2 separate regions of the Gasterosteus aculeatus genome follow, and region 1 is linked to region 2. Evidence: chromatin contacts called from public Hi-C data. All regions are on one chromosome and are shown on one strand. The core of a region is the stretch at or near the end of the contact, and the rest is flanking DNA. Distances in the headings are between cores, read along the strand shown.

Region 1 (2,865 bases), core at 279-2,778, 51 kb before region 2:
TAAGAACCGTCTAATTATGTGAAAGAGGGAATAATAAACAAGTTAAAACATACACGTGTGACCAGTCAATATATTGCTGACACTACAAAAAAATATTGTAGTTTAATTTAAAAGTAAATTACAATGTTTTTATTTCAAATCTAATTTGAACGTATTTATACGATATTTCCACGTATCTTTATGAATGACAAAACGTAACGATAATTCATATTGTCTAACAATCTTTGTTAGACAATCTGGCAAATGTCGGCGTAGTTATTAAAAACAAAAACAAATATCTCTTGGTGGATGAACTGTGTGACCTGACGATGCACGGATTGTACTGCGGAGCAACTCGCTCTCAAGATGTGCCACGTTATTGTGATCCGACACCGATCTCGTTTTCTCCGCCAAACCGAACAACGTCAAATGCCCCTCTCCCCCCCCCCCCCGTATGTCTCCGTACCACAGCGCCCCTGTTGTCACAACCCTACCCAGGGATTAGATGGCATTTCAGTGAATGGGTACGTCTGTCCGGCTTCCATGGAAAACGCAAGGAAACCAACAAGTCTGCAGGGTGGTTCCAATGAGAGGCGACAACCCAAGTGTGTCACTGTTCTAATTACTGACAACCGATACGGCAAAAATAAAACCAATTAAGATTACACATGATGGTGCCTCACCAGCACCACCGCACCTGCTGCAGACGACACTGCAGTCAAGGAACGTAGGTTCTAAGGAAACAAATGAAACGGTTATTTAAAACCCTCCTCTGCTCTACGTATTGCCCCGATGCGTGCAGACACACACGCAGGCACGTGTGCACACACACAGATAAGCACACTCCCACCAGCAGACACCGACCGCTCAGTTGCGTTGTTGACACAACTGGATGGTTCTCAAGTTTCCTGGAGTCTTGCAAATTCAGCATTAAATTACGCAAATACACCTCTCGGGCAACTTGTCAGTTTAAGAGGACACATGAATCATAAATAATTACACACAGTCAGCAAATGATACTTTGGTGTCAAACTGGTTTTTTTCAAATGGAGAAAAAAAAGAAAACGAACGCCCAAAAGGCTTTTACCTTGCGGCCGGCGACAAAGGACGGACGAAGAAGAGATTTAACACTTGGTTACACATTAGTTTTATGGGATTTTTTAAAGGTATTTATGAAGCTATTTTAAGTGGTCCATGAGGTAAATTGTATTCTAATATAATAAGTATCATTTCAGCCAAGTGATAATGAAGCAAAACGTGTTCCATTCCAGTTATTATTTAGCGTGGATGGTGGCAAATTTGTCAAATCAAAGCACCACTCCATAAAGAAGCGATGCCACATAATGCTTGTTATTAAGAAAATAACTTTCAACTCCTCCAATTGCTATATTTTGTCAATTGCACTTAAAAAAATGATGAATCCATTGTCCTCGTAGTTGTTACAGCCATGGCCTGAAACCAACGGTGATTTCCCTATATACAACCCTCCACGGGCACAGTGCCATGCTCCAGTGCCATGCTCCAGTGTCATGCTCCAGTGTCATGCTCCAGTGTTATGCTCCAGTGCCATGCTCCAGTGTCATGCTCCAGTGTCATGCTCCAGTGCCTGCGGGGCGCTAATGAAACCCTTTAGTGGGCGCTACGAGCCGGGAGTCAATCAACAGCACGCTAATGCTAATGCAGCCTCAGTGACAGGCCTTCTGCCCTAACTATTGGTGTCATATTCCAGCAGCAGCACGGCTGCCGGCGGCTTCCCTGCCAGCGCAGCCAATGACACCGGCATTAGCGGAGCAGGGTGGCAACAGAGGCATGCCAGGTGCGTGAGTGTGTGCATGAAATCTTGAATACTGGGCGAAGAATGCTTGCTGTGATTGTTAGAAGTAGGAGTCCATATGGAGGGCAGTTTAAGCTGTACGGGCAGTGTGTGTGTGTGTGTGTGTGTGTGTGCGCGCTAAAGAGAGATGGATGGAGATAGGGAGCGTTTCAAGAAAAGCAGTTGGAGCCGTGCTACGTGCCATTTCTCAGCAGCGTCTGGGAGCATTAGAGACTCAGACGGAAAGCGGTTGGCGGCCGGCCTAATGGCACCGAGGCAGGGTCGAGATGTGGCGCGTGATCACTATCGGCTAGAGTGTGTGTGTAACTTTCCATTTTGTGTACGTGTATAAAAATGTACACAACATATGCCTGAGGAACTGCACGTTTGTGTGTGTGTGTGAGAGCATGTGCCCAGCAGGCTACTCCAGCTGACAAGCTGCTCTGTGTCTCTGTCTATATCCAGGGTCACCGCCAGAGGACAGGGACAAGCCCGTGGAGCCCACCGCAGCGTTGGATGGTCAAGGTAGTATTTTTTTTTCTCCCTCTTATTTACAATGAGCTCTTATGCACTTTTATTCTGGGCTCAGCGCTAAATAAACATAAATGGAGTGTAGAGATTATAACTGTTCTTAATATAAACCGATTCACTTGTGGTGTGCGACAAGATTTTTTTTTTTTTTTTAACTATTATTAGATTCAAAGTCAGACTGTCTGAATTCCAACGCGTGTAGTGCCACTGTGGTTGCTCTGGTGACCAGTAAAGAGTCGAAATTGCAGAATCACATGACACTCGCTGGCCATCAGACCTCTATGGGAAAAAGCCTCTTGGGCCCGATGTTGGAAATTGCCATTACACTGACAGCTCCCATCTTCAAACACTGCCTTCATCTTCTTCATCCGGACTGCTTGTGACTTAGAATCTGTCCACAGACAGACAGACTTATAAAAACCTGGATAAGTAGTCCGAACCACTTTTGTGGTAGTTCCTGCTGTAGGTGTTTCCAGGAAAACAACAGCAGCGTCGCCGTCGTGGCTGGCAATAATTAGTAGGCAAACTGTGGGAAACACCTT
Region 2 (3,119 bases), core at 224-2,723:
ATGTTCAGTCGACTGGCGGATGATGCCGATTGGAGGAGGATGTAGAAACCAACTGAGACACACTGTCTGTCCTTGGTGTCCACTGCCCTCTACTGTATAAATAAGTGAACAAGTCTAAGAGGGGAAGACTGTAGCAGCGAATAGTACATTTATAAAGACGTCTTTCTGTTGGCTACTGAACCAGCCTAATGTGAGTTTCAACTAATTATCTTTAGTAATGCTGTAAACTGTTTTAAGCTGCTTCTGTGTGTTTCTTTGGAGCTTGTTGTCATTACTTGTGTCATTTTATTTAAAACTGAGTGTAGTACAGGATGTGCATTGAGCCGTACTGCGTCTGGCATTAAGGAACAAATAACATTTCACTGATGATCGTCGTAATCCTGCAGAAGCCACGAATAGTCATATTAAAGTTCTAGTAATAAAAAACCCGAGGCTGCCACCTGAAAATGAGGCACAACTACTTCAATTGTGTAGTAGTATTTTCAGAGTAATCCGCAGAGTTCCTTCACAAGAACCTGAAGATGACTTTGAGTCGAAATGTGGTCGGAGGGGGAATGTTCTCCCTCTTTGATCTTACACCCCCTAATTACTTCCTGAAGATTATACAGTACGTGCACCTCCGCACTGCCCTTACTGAGTGTGTGTGTGTGTGTGTGTGTGTGGGGGGGAGGGGGGGGGGTGATGTGTTTGCATGCTTGCCCGAGGGCAGCCGAGGCAGATGCCTGATGACAGACTGAGATAGGGGGACAAAACATGAAGACAAAAAACACCATGTCTTCAAACAGAGACAACTTATAAATAAGTTTGGCAGTCATGCATTAAGTGCACAAAGCGTGTAAACTGACCAAAAGAGTCAGACTAGAGAAAAATAAACCAATAGAAGTGTTGTTGAAGTCGCCGAGCTGGTCGACGGGAGGCTTTTTGTGGGGCAGTAAAAGTAGCAGAGACACTAGCGGAGGTCAATGAGCGATCGGCCTGGAGGATGAGCACTGCGTTGACTCTGCCGTCGAATTGAGATGATATTACATCCGTTACTGGGATGGGGTCCAGCTGGGAAGAGGCCGACTTCAAGGTTGGAGTGCTGGGAGAGATTAATTTTTTACTCACTATCTTCACAACGATGTATTTTGAACTGCCAGACGGAGGATGTTCAAATTAGCACCGGAGCACTGAAGAGACTTTAAATGTCTTCCAGAGCAACGCAGCGTTTCCTGATATGACGCCACACAGCAGGACGTCACCTGCTTGTGCCTTTTGAAACTGGGGTTACGGTGAGTTTAGGTTCAGGGTCAGATTATGGTTTCGGGTTCAAGTGACCATATCGTAAGTGCACCTTGGTTTACAGCTTATTCAATGTAGGTAACTCTCCTTGGTTTTCTTTATAGTTCACACTTCCAACATGGTTACACATGCAAAAAATAATAATATATATATATATATATATATATATATATGCTGGGAAGTTGTTTCAACTAAAAATAAAAATACCCGCTGAGTTACAGATGTCTCTTTCCCAGAGTTCCCTCTGGGAAAAAGTATTTTTGGCCCTGATATTATCATGTGACCAGAGGTTGCAATTTCATGGTTTGTCTACATTGCAGAATTTGCTTCAAAGCTTGCTGGATGCTTGGTATTGTTGGTCTTCATGTTCCCCTTTTGTTTCAAATCAGTCATCCATTATAAATGTTCCTCTTTGTGTTCAGTTTGTCAGGTTCATTTTGTCCATGTCGGGTTAGAGTGGTGTAGCCTGACTTACGTTCTATTTGACTTTTCTTATTGGCCTGGAATTTTATTACATGTTTTCTTTTAATTTGGTGGATTGTCTAAAACCTAAATAACTTTGACCCTAGATTCTCATCCTGCTTGTAGTTATCTCACTAACATAAATGGTATAGGGCTTTTTTAAAATCAAAATCCAACTAATACTTATATTAATCCAGACTGTTTCCCCAAATGTATTTCAGTATGTAATTTGTACTTGAAATAAATCATAGCATGAAAATAAATCAAACAAATAAACACTTTCAGTTGTATAAAAGCTCTTGGATTGTAAACCTGGTCGCTGTACTACACCTACTGTCCTCCAGAGGGCGACAAAAGCCACACAGCTTTGACACAAACCATCACAAAACAGACAACACATTAACACGCTAAAGGATATACAAACATAAACATTAGTTAATGATCGCCCGTGTTACAGAATAAAAAAACATTAACATCCAGACATTCAGCATTCTGCCCAATAGCCTACAGTACTACCCCCCCCCTTGCCCCCTCTGACCCCCCTTAATATCCCCGTCAAATGAAACGTGAGAACCGCCAACTCAGCAGCGTGTGTGAAACTTCCTCCCCGCCGACCAGGAGCTGCCAGCACCCGGCTGCTGAACCAGCAACATGGCCAAAGTGACCGGCGGCGCCTCCGGTTGTCGAGCCATGGTAAAGGCGGGAAGGTACCTGTCCACCCCGTCTGTGACCCGGTGCCCCGGCGGTCAGCGGCGGCGGGAGAAGTTCGGTCCGCAGCCGCGGACCATGAGCGCTGTCGCCGCCGGGACGGGAGGAAACGGCGTGGCTTTGGCCCAGCACGAGCGGCCGGGAAGTCTCTCCGACCGACACGCGCCGACCAACGGGAATCTCATTTACCGGGACGTGAAGGCGTTCCTCAACGAAGTCGGCGGGAACCCCCGGGAGGCCCGGTACTGGCTGACCCAGTTCCAGAGGGCGACTTCGGCTCAGTCTACTGCCTTTGCCGTACTGGAGGTATGGCGGGTAAACTTTTATTCAGTGAGAAAGATGTAGTCACTTTGCTACGTACCGACCGTTTGTCACATGGAGGCGAGTTTTATAACGTGATTAGGCCCTTATGAATTAGTTGTAGTCGTTTTATCCTTAATGAACTGGTACCATTTCTTACCAAATCATAATTTAGTTTTGGGTGTAAAAAGGCTTGTTTTTGACAAGTGGTGTAAATTAAAAATAAAAAATTAAACCGAATAAGTAAGCTGGAAGTAGCTGAGGCAACAAAATATGATACTTCATAATTAATACGCACATAGAAAATGGGAAAAAATCGGTTTACTAAAATGAAGACAAAAAGTATGTTACGAATAAAAATGAAAATG

The links. Hi-C and Micro-C count contacts between places; a contact is called where the count stands out from the background.
Region 1: a contact with region 2 is called in a Hi-C map of tail fin, with 1.8 times the contacts expected there. The contact joins the enhancer-like site here to the promoter of nags in region 2. A contact is called at or near these places in 3 of 6 Hi-C or Micro-C datasets (skeletal muscle, tail fin and whole body).

What each region holds. Positions count from the first base shown.
Region 1 is chr11:3,822,909-3,825,773 of fGasAcu3.hap1.1, reverse strand. All of the region lies in intron 2 of LOC120828320 (homeobox protein Dlx4a), which reads right to left. LOC144384608 (a long non-coding RNA gene) reads left to right here. Exons shown (of 4, transcript XR_013451414.1): 2 at 2,258-2,317. Among protein-coding and RNA genes, the nearest start is that of LOC120828320, 6.6 kb to the right of the region's middle. Within about 2 kb of position 1,528, at least 5 of the 9 cell types and tissues checked have open chromatin away from gene starts, as enhancers often do.
Region 2 is chr11:3,772,006-3,775,124 of fGasAcu3.hap1.1, reverse strand. nags (N-acetylglutamate synthase) reads left to right here and starts at 1,473. Exons shown (of 8, transcript XM_040191856.2): 1 at 1,473-2,757. The coding sequence starts at 2,395.